Regions from separate parts of the Sus scrofa genome. Here region 2 is linked to region 1. Evidence: chromatin contacts called from public Hi-C data. All regions are on one chromosome and are shown on one strand. The core of a region is the stretch at or near the end of the contact, and the rest is flanking DNA. Distances in the headings are between cores, read along the strand shown. Region 1 holds the start of XPO6 (exportin-6). Region 2 overlaps XPO6 (exportin-6).

The links. A called contact is a pair of places that touch in the nucleus more often than the background predicts.
Region 2: a Hi-C map of alveolar macrophages shows a contact between it and region 1, with 1.9 times the contacts expected there. The contact joins the enhancer-like site here to the promoter of XPO6 in region 1. A contact is called at or near these places in 11 of 47 Hi-C or Micro-C datasets (alveolar macrophages, blood, embryonic fibroblasts and 2 more) and 1 of 2 datasets of contacts at active chromatin or transcription factors (alveolar macrophages).

The regions. Positions count from the first base shown.
Region 1 is chr3:18,770,530-18,774,667 of Sscrofa11.1, reverse strand. It overlaps XPO6 (exportin-6), which reads right to left and starts at 2,610. Exons shown (of 24, transcript XM_003124525.6): 1 at 1,963-2,610. The coding sequence starts at 1,965.
Region 2 is chr3:18,837,510-18,841,947 of Sscrofa11.1, reverse strand. The region is part of intron 9 of XPO6 (exportin-6); the gene reads right to left. Among named protein-coding and RNA genes, the nearest start is that of GSG1L, 65 kb to the left of the region's middle. Within about 2 kb of position 2,452, at least 21 of the 83 cell types and tissues checked have an H3K27ac peak or open chromatin away from gene starts, as enhancers often do. A contact at or near this core is called in alveolar macrophages, where this site is marked.

The DNA.
Region 1 (4,138 bases), core at 1,361-3,860:
GAAGGTTCGAAAGCGATGCTGTCAGCTACCAGAGGAGAGGTACATGTGTTTGGTTCATCTGACATTTCTTGGGCCATGCATGTAGTAGCTACTTAAAACTCATTAAAAGGTTTGTATACTCCCTGTTCACAGCAGCATTACTCACAATAGCCAAAAGGTGGAAGGAACCCAAGTGTCTATCAACAGATGAATGGATAAACAAAATCTGGTACACATCAACAATGGAATATTATTTGGTCTTAAAAAGGAAGGAAATCCTGACAGATGCTACAACAGGGATGAACTTGGAGGACATTATGTTAAGTGAGATAAGCCAGTCACAGACAAAAGCTACATGATTCCATGTATATAAAGGGGCCTAGAGCAGTTAAATTCATAGAGACAAAGTAGAGCAGTGGCCACGAGGGGATGAGGGGAGAAGGGAAAGGGAATTACTGTTTACAGCGTAGAGTTTCAGTTTTACACGATGAAAATAGTTCCGGGGATGGACACACAACAATGTGAACATACCTAATGCTACTGCACTGGACACGTAAAGTAAAATGGTTAAAATGGTCAACTTGAATGTATATTTCACTACCATTTAAAAAACAAAACCAAAGTCATTGAAAGAATAAAGGAAAGATGGAATACTGTGTACTACTACTTTCATTATTCACTAAATTACTCACATCTTTAGATTATTCATTAGAGGATTCCTGTCTTCTCCACATTTTATAGATGAGGAAACTAGGACTCAGAGAGCTTAACTGACTTGCCACTATTCTATATACAGTATCTATAATACAGTGCCACCTGGCCTTAATGGTGTGTTTTACCTGACTGGTTGTAAGCCCCATGAAGACAATTATGCCTTAGGTTTTTCTATGTCCAGAACTTAATCACCCACAGGCCCCTAGAATGTTCTGAAAACTCCACTGGGCCTGAAAATCTACATCACTGGAGATATCAATGCATCTCTTCTCTCTACGAAACCCCTAACATGACAGGGGTAACATGGGCAGTCTTAAGAACATCTCTGTAACTGGAGGTGCTCAAACACAGGGGAAGCGATCCACCACTTCCTATGGGCTTACTATGTACCAGAAACTGGGCCAGGTAAAAGTTCAATTTCATCTTTGAACTGAGTCTACTGCAGTAGACAGATAAGATTCAGAAACAATTACGGTAACAATAAGACAAGTGCTTAAAAATAAATATGACTACACAAATCTGAGGGAGTACAGAGAGCGCCTATGGGTCTGGAAAATGGGGGATGTTATCTCTTCAGAAGAAAGTAGCTTCTGAACTAGATCTGGAAGGATGAAGAGTTCTCCAGGCACTACCAGGCCAAAGGCCAGAGCAAGCTGCAGAAAGAAAAGCTGACTGGGTGTCAAAAGAATAGGGCAGTTCCTGACTTTGCTGAGATCTAGGTTAAGTGACCTCTGCAAACCACAAACCCTCACAGCTGTTCCATATATAAACCTACAGCAAGATCCCCTCCAGCCTGTGAAGGGGATCAGGAGCTCTGAAATCAGACTAAGGTGAAATATTGCCACTGTCACTTAAGAGTGACCTTGAACTGAGTACTTAGTTGCTCTGTGCCTCAGTCTCCCCACTTCAGAACACAGGGCCGCTGAGCTTGTTAAATACTTGTCAATTACTTAGCACAGCACCTGACGCACAGTAAGCCCTCAATAAATAAATGATAGCTACTGTCGCGAAGAGCTACAATATAAGAGAGGCAAACACCAGATGCAAGGGTTGTGCCTGCTCCGCGTCCAGGTTCCTCCCCGTCCTGAGCCATCCCTGGGGGGATGGGAGCTCACAGCCCTGCTGCAAACCCTGCACGCATGTGTCACTGCCGGGCTCGGCACGCGCCTCTCCCCGCCCCAGGGAGAAGCGATGGCTCAGCAGTCCCGAGCCCGCTCCCACCGCTCAGGCCCCGCACCCAGGGAGGGAAGGGGCTCAGATCCCACTTACCATGCTGGCCGGGGGAGGGGGCGGCTCAGGTGAGCTGGCTCTCGGGCTTCGGACACGTCCCGCTCGCACAGTTCAGGTCATGGTCCCGGCAGGCTCGGGAAGTCCCCCACCCATGCAAAGACAACCTCTACCCCACCCGGGCCCCGAAGGGACCCTCTAAAAAGAGTGCGGCCCCCCGGCCCGCCTCATCGGGGACCCCTGGAACAATTCATCCAGACCCACCCGCCCCTCCCCAAGGAAAGTGAAAAAAGCAGGAAATGGGGCTCGGAGGCCGACAAGAAGAGCAGCGGCTCGGGGCCCCCCCGCCTGGGCCCGACCCCCGAGGGGAGGCTCCGGGCCCAGGCAGGGGCTCCCCGGCCTCCGCGTTCAGAAGCGGCGGTGGGCCCGGCCCCGAGGCTGAAGGGGCGGAGGCTGAAGGGGCCTCGGCGGCGCAGCCCGGGCGGCCGGCTCAAGGGAAAGGCCCGGGGGCCAGCGCTATCCTTGACGCCTCAGCCCACACGGCCGCCACTGCCCCCGACCCCCGGAGCATCCCTGCGCGCGCGCCCTCCCCGGAGCTACCCTCTCGCGCCGCGCGGCAGCCCGCGACCAACAGCCCCAACGCGCCGGAAGTGGCGAGCGCCCGGCGCGGCCCCACGGCGCGGCCGCCGGGCTGCGGCGCTGGAACCGGACCAATCCGGAATCGAGCGGGCGGGGGGTGGGGGCGCGGGGCGGGGCCGCACCTGACGGCTCCCTCTGGCCCCGCCCCCGCCCGGCCCCGCCCCGCGCCCGCCGCTCTCAGCCTGTCCACGTGGGCCGGTGGCCATGTTGGTAAAGGGTGCCGGGCTGGCCATCTTAGTAAAGGGGCGGTTTCTCTTTCGTTTCCTGGGCTCATTCATTCTGCAAATCAGGAGACGCCTTCTGCGTGCCCCGCACAGGGCTGGAAGTCAGTGACACGCAGCCTCTGCCTTCGCGGAGCTTACAGTCCTGCTGAGGACCATGTGCTGCAGTGCGTGCTAGGGCTAGTGCACTACACAAGACTGTTGTGGTCGCTGCCTTTGAGGAGGCAGGTGAGGAGCAAGGAGAAAGCAAGTGAATAAAGGAATTGTAAGAAACGAGGAGTCCTGTGTTAGGAACACAACAAACACGTGGGGGCCGGAGATAGAAAATGGAAGGGAGGGCTGGAAATGTAAACTGAGGCCTGAAGGATAAAGTCAGTGATCACAGTCAAAGGAACAGCAGCTGCAGAGATTCTGAGAGGAAAAAGGTGTGAGTTCCTGTTCCCGTCTCAAACCCACTTGACTTGTAAAAGTGCTGGGTATTTGGGGGGTTTTTTTTGGGGGGGGTCGTTTTAGGGCCACACCCGCAGCATATGCAGGTTCCCAGGCTTGGGGTCTAATCAGAGCTGTAGCTGCCAGCCACAGCCATGCCACATCCCAGCAGCATCTGCCACCTACACCACAGCTCACGGCAACACCAGATCCTTTAACTCACTGAGTGAGGCCAGGGATCAAACCTCCGTCCTCACAGATGCTGGTCAGATTCGTTTCCACTGAACTGTGATGGAACTCCTGAAAGTGCTGATTTTAAGAAACAGCAGGAAACCATCCCAAGGAACAGGTGCTGCTAGGATATACCTACGCAGAGACTGGAGCAAGTCTGTAGAGTGGCTTTCAAACCCCAGCACGAAGCAGAATCACCTGGTGGGAGGGAGGAGGGCTGTTAACACACTAATTGCCAGTACCCACTCCCAGAGTTTCTAATTAGTAGGTCTGGGGTACTAATTTACATTTCTAACAAGTTCCCAGGTGATGCTAATGCTGCAGCTCCAGGAATCACCCCTGGAGAACTGCTGTTATCACTCATGGCCACAGAAAGCAACAGCTTTCACTTATTCTTTCATCAAATATTTACTGTTCCCTCCTAAGCGACAACCATTGTTGGAAGGATTCAGTGCTGAGCAAAACAGACACATTTGGGCCCTTAATAAAATAGACAAATTATTTTCAAAGTATGACAAAATAAGTAATCACTTATAATTGTGATAAGAGCATCAAAGAAAAATACAAGCCAGCGTTCCCGCTGAGGCGCAAGTGGATCAGTGGTGTCTTGGGAGTGCTGGGACTCAGGTTCAATCCCTGGCCACGCACAATAGGTTAGTCATCCAGCATTGCTGCAGCTTCGATGTAGATCGCGGTTG
Region 2 (4,438 bases), core at 1,203-3,702, 67 kb before region 1:
TGACCTGTCACATTTCAAGGCCTGGTGGGCACAAGAGCTGACTTCATTCAAGACAGAAGCATTGTCCACCCTCAGTGTTTGCAAATGACTGCACAATGGAAACAAAAGATCTATAGATTCAGCATCCACTCTTGACCATAGGTGACTGTGGAGATGGAAGCCCTGCCTAAGGCTGATAGAACAAACAGGTAAATGGATCCAAAACATTAGCTGACATACAAAGAATGAGGAGACACTGAACACATGTCAAGAGAAAGATAATCAACAGGTTGTCGCAGATGACACACACGTGGGAATGACCGAAGATTTTTAAAGCACTGTATGACTAATACTTATAACTAATACTTATACCCAGCCTCCAGGAGGTTCTTCAGATGGAAGGTGTTTTGGACCGAACTGTCCACTCAAAACCGCTGAAGCCCTAACTCTCAGTGTGACTGCATCTGGAGAGAAGGCCTATAAGAGGCAATAAAAGTTGGGTGATGTCATAAAGGTGGGGCCTTAATCCCTCATATGAAGAGGTGGAGTGCGTTGCTCTCTCCCCGCCTCCTCCCTGTGCACGGACAGAAGAGAGGCCGCGGGAGGGCCCAGAGGAGGCAGTGTCCACAAGCCAGGAAGAGAGCCCTCACCAGAAACTGAATCTGCTGGCACCCTGATCCATGCCTTTCAGTCTCCAGAAGTATGAGAAAATTAATTTCTGTAGTGTAAGCCACCCGAGCCAGTGGTATTTTGTTACGGCAGCCCGAGCTGATTAATAATACAAAAGGTAGATGGTATTGAGAAAGAAACCTGAAACTTCGAGAATGAAGGGAAAGCAAGAGAACTGGCAAATGTCTGGGCAAAGACAATAGACTGTTTCTCTAAAGATAAATGAGGGCTCAGGTTCAATCACTGGGCACTCTCAGTGGGTTAAGGATCCGGCATTGCTGTGAGCTGTGGTGTAGGTTGCAGATGAGGCTCGGATCTGGCATTGCTGTGGCTGTGGTGTAGGCCAGCAGCCATAGCTCCGATTAGACCCCTAGCCTGGGAACCTCCATATGCCGTGGGTGCAGCCCTTAAAAAAAAAAAAAAAAAATTGAAAAGAATTAAAATTACAAAAATGTTTGCAGATCACAATAAATCTGAAAACAATAACAAGAAGACATATGGGAAAATCCTCAAATATTTGGGAATTAGTTAATAAAGAAGAAATCTCAAGAGAATTACAAAGTATTTTAGATGAAAAGGAAACTACGACACATTGAAATTTGATAGATAAGGCTAAAGCAGTGCTCAGAGGGAAATTTACAGATTAAATACTTAAAATTACAATGGAAATAAACCTATACACCTGTGTGGCTCAAGCCATAAATGAGATTCCGAAAGCACTCCCAACTTCTTCTGAGAGTTAAAATTATACGTGTGAAGGAGACACATAGCAGGTGCTGAGTAAATCTATGATGAATGAAAGAACAAATGAACAAAAAAATGAATAAACACACAGGCAATAAACAGATAAAATTCCAAGTCAGAGAACTGTAAGGCGCTGAAGCACAATCCTGGATGACTTTCTCAGCTCAATGAAATCTCTGGGAGGCCATTCACTTGGTCTCTCGGGCAGTCAAGAGCATGAATTTCTCTTAGCAGGAGCTAGAAATCTGCCAGAGCCTTCGTATAAACCTAGTTACTACCTTTTATTAGTTGTATCAAAATGCCATGCGTCACAATGGCACTTCCTCTTTATTAAGCGGAAAGACCCAAGCAGAATGAGAGGGCAGCAATTTTTCTCACGCTTAGTCACATTTGTTTACAATCCAATCTCATGTCAACCTGGCAGGTCTGTGGCCAGCCTTTGCCAGTTCTCTCAGGCAAGAGGGTTCACAGGACATGACTCGATAACTTTAGGTTGCTTAACTCACTTCGAGTTTCCTCACCTTCCCGTAAAAATAAGTTTCTGCACAGGTGTCTCCCTTCACACTGACAGGCACAGAGAGAAGGGTGTGCAAGAGAAAGGGGAAGAGAACTAATGCTTACTTACTGAACAGCTACTGTCAGCCAAGGTACTTGAAACACACTGGCTCAGTTAATTTTCTCAACAACTTGTAATGGAGGCACAACCATTCCCCAAGCCAAAGAGGAAAAGAAGACTGAAATTCAGTTCTTCCCACAGCACTGCTTCAAAAATGGCAAACCTGGACAAGGAACCCTATTAGCAATTTTGCCCCGCTCAGTATGTTACAGAACATTTATTCCCTTAACCCTGGGACTGGAGTTCTCTAAGTGCCCAGTAGCTCTGATCAAGAAACTCTTGAACGTCCTTACTGAGCAAGGAATATGCAGAGCTCCAATTTCCAAGCTCCTAGGACCAAAAAGAAATCCACAAACATTTGGGCTTCTCAACTCATAGCCTACAATCCCTACCACTTTGTTGTGATGAATGATGCAAAACCCTTAAACTACAAGGGACAGGAACTGAATGCTGCCTCTGTGACTTAACCACACCTACGTTTCCCATTTAAGACACCAAGAAAACATTCTTGACGACTTCCTGCAAGATCAGTTGCTTCTGAAATTCTGGCTCAAGCCACAAAAGCCCCTTCCAATTTCTTTCAGATATATTTTATCAGCTGAAAAACAGTTGATTGCACTTACAGGCTCTTTGTTGAAATGAATGAATGTGGTAATTATCAGAAGCCAGTCCTCTTTATCAGCTGCATCTATGAAACAGTGCATCTCTAGTATGCTGGGATCTCTAATTTAACCTAGAAAAGTGGTTGCCAAACTTTCAAAACTGTCATGTAAAAATCTTTGGGTACACACTTGTATAAATACAGAGCATAAGAGGTGACAGGAAAACATCAAAGTTCAAAGATTTTCTGTGCACACAGCAACAAACTACCTTACACACCCTTCTTCGTAGTCTCTACCTTAGACCACTGGCGGGGGGGTCTGACTGAGAAGCAGTTCCCCAGATGATGGTTACCATTTAACGGCACAAACCACACACCAGCTTTGAAGGTTCAGGGTTTGTGCGTGTGTGTTTTTTTTTTTTTTAAGGCATAAAAGTATTATACGTGTATTTTTTTTTTAAGTCATGAAAAATTAGAAAGCCTCGTTTAGGATAAAAATCAAATGATCAAAGAGAAAAATCCCGAGTGTTTAAGGCGGTTAGCCAGACCCACTGACAACTATACTAACAGATGACAGATGCCTGGGCAGGCAGATCAAGATCACAGACTGAAGGCCTTTGCTGTCCAGAGACCCTGTCACTTAGTAACATGGTCACCGTCTCAGTCAAATGGCAGCAACATCTTCTATTACTTATTATTACTGTTGTGACCATTTATTGAGGATGTAATACGTGACAGACACTGTAGCAAGTATTTTATACACACAATTTCCTTGAATCCTAGCCATTCTGCTCGTTTTGCAAGAGGAAATGTGATCAGCATACAATCTGACCAAAAGTAACAGTGCTACCATGAAGCAGCAGAAATTTAAACTCTGCACCACTGCCCCTCCTATTGGTGCAATAATCTGCACAAGTGTGTATTTCCTCAATCAAACCATAGTCTCCACACCTAAAGCACATGTGTACTGTGCTTTAAAAAGCATTTTCATATCATTTCCTCAGTTTATTCTTCCAACAAGCCTAAGAAATGTGGGAAAAAAAATCTACCGCTTAAATACAGCAAACTTAGGCACAGTCCCAGAACCAAAGGATGCGACTGCTCGGTATATAAGAAAGAGAACTTGGCGGAAGTGCCTTTTCTTTGAAGAATCTCATTCAAAAGCACAATTACTCAGAACTGGCAAATTCACCAAATTCACTATTGTGTAAGAAGGTTTCTGCTACACAAATAAACTACCCATAACCACATATGATCTGACACCATAACAACTTGGAAGCTATTGTGCAATCACGAAAATAGTTTTGGGAACAAAAGTGCATATGCTTAAACTTGGAATACAAACACTCCATTTAGAATTTTTAAAACTCATAGGACCTCAGCAATGGGAAGGGTTCCAGAGGTTCAGTCCAACTCTTCCCAGACAGGGGTGGTGGGGGTCTCCTCGCCACCTCCATTTAGTAGGTTTCTGGCGGAGGCGTGTTCACTATCACCACCATCAACCACTGATACTATGTACTGAGCATCTGCAACATGCCGAACATTCTAGATAGATTAGATGTCTACACGTAGCTTTAGATAATTAGATGCATAATGACCGCAGTGTACAGGAAGCATCTTTCTGTGCAAAACGAGAAAAATGAGCTTGAGAAACATGTGGGGGAGAAGAACATTTCCCCATTTTCTGTTTTTTAAAATAGCGTAAGAACAAAACTAATTATCTCTGGATTGTGGGATGATGGATCATTTGTCTTCTTTATATTTTTCCACCTTTGCTGGTTTTAAAATGCTTTATTTTCCTTACAAGTATTTACTATTTTATTTAGGAA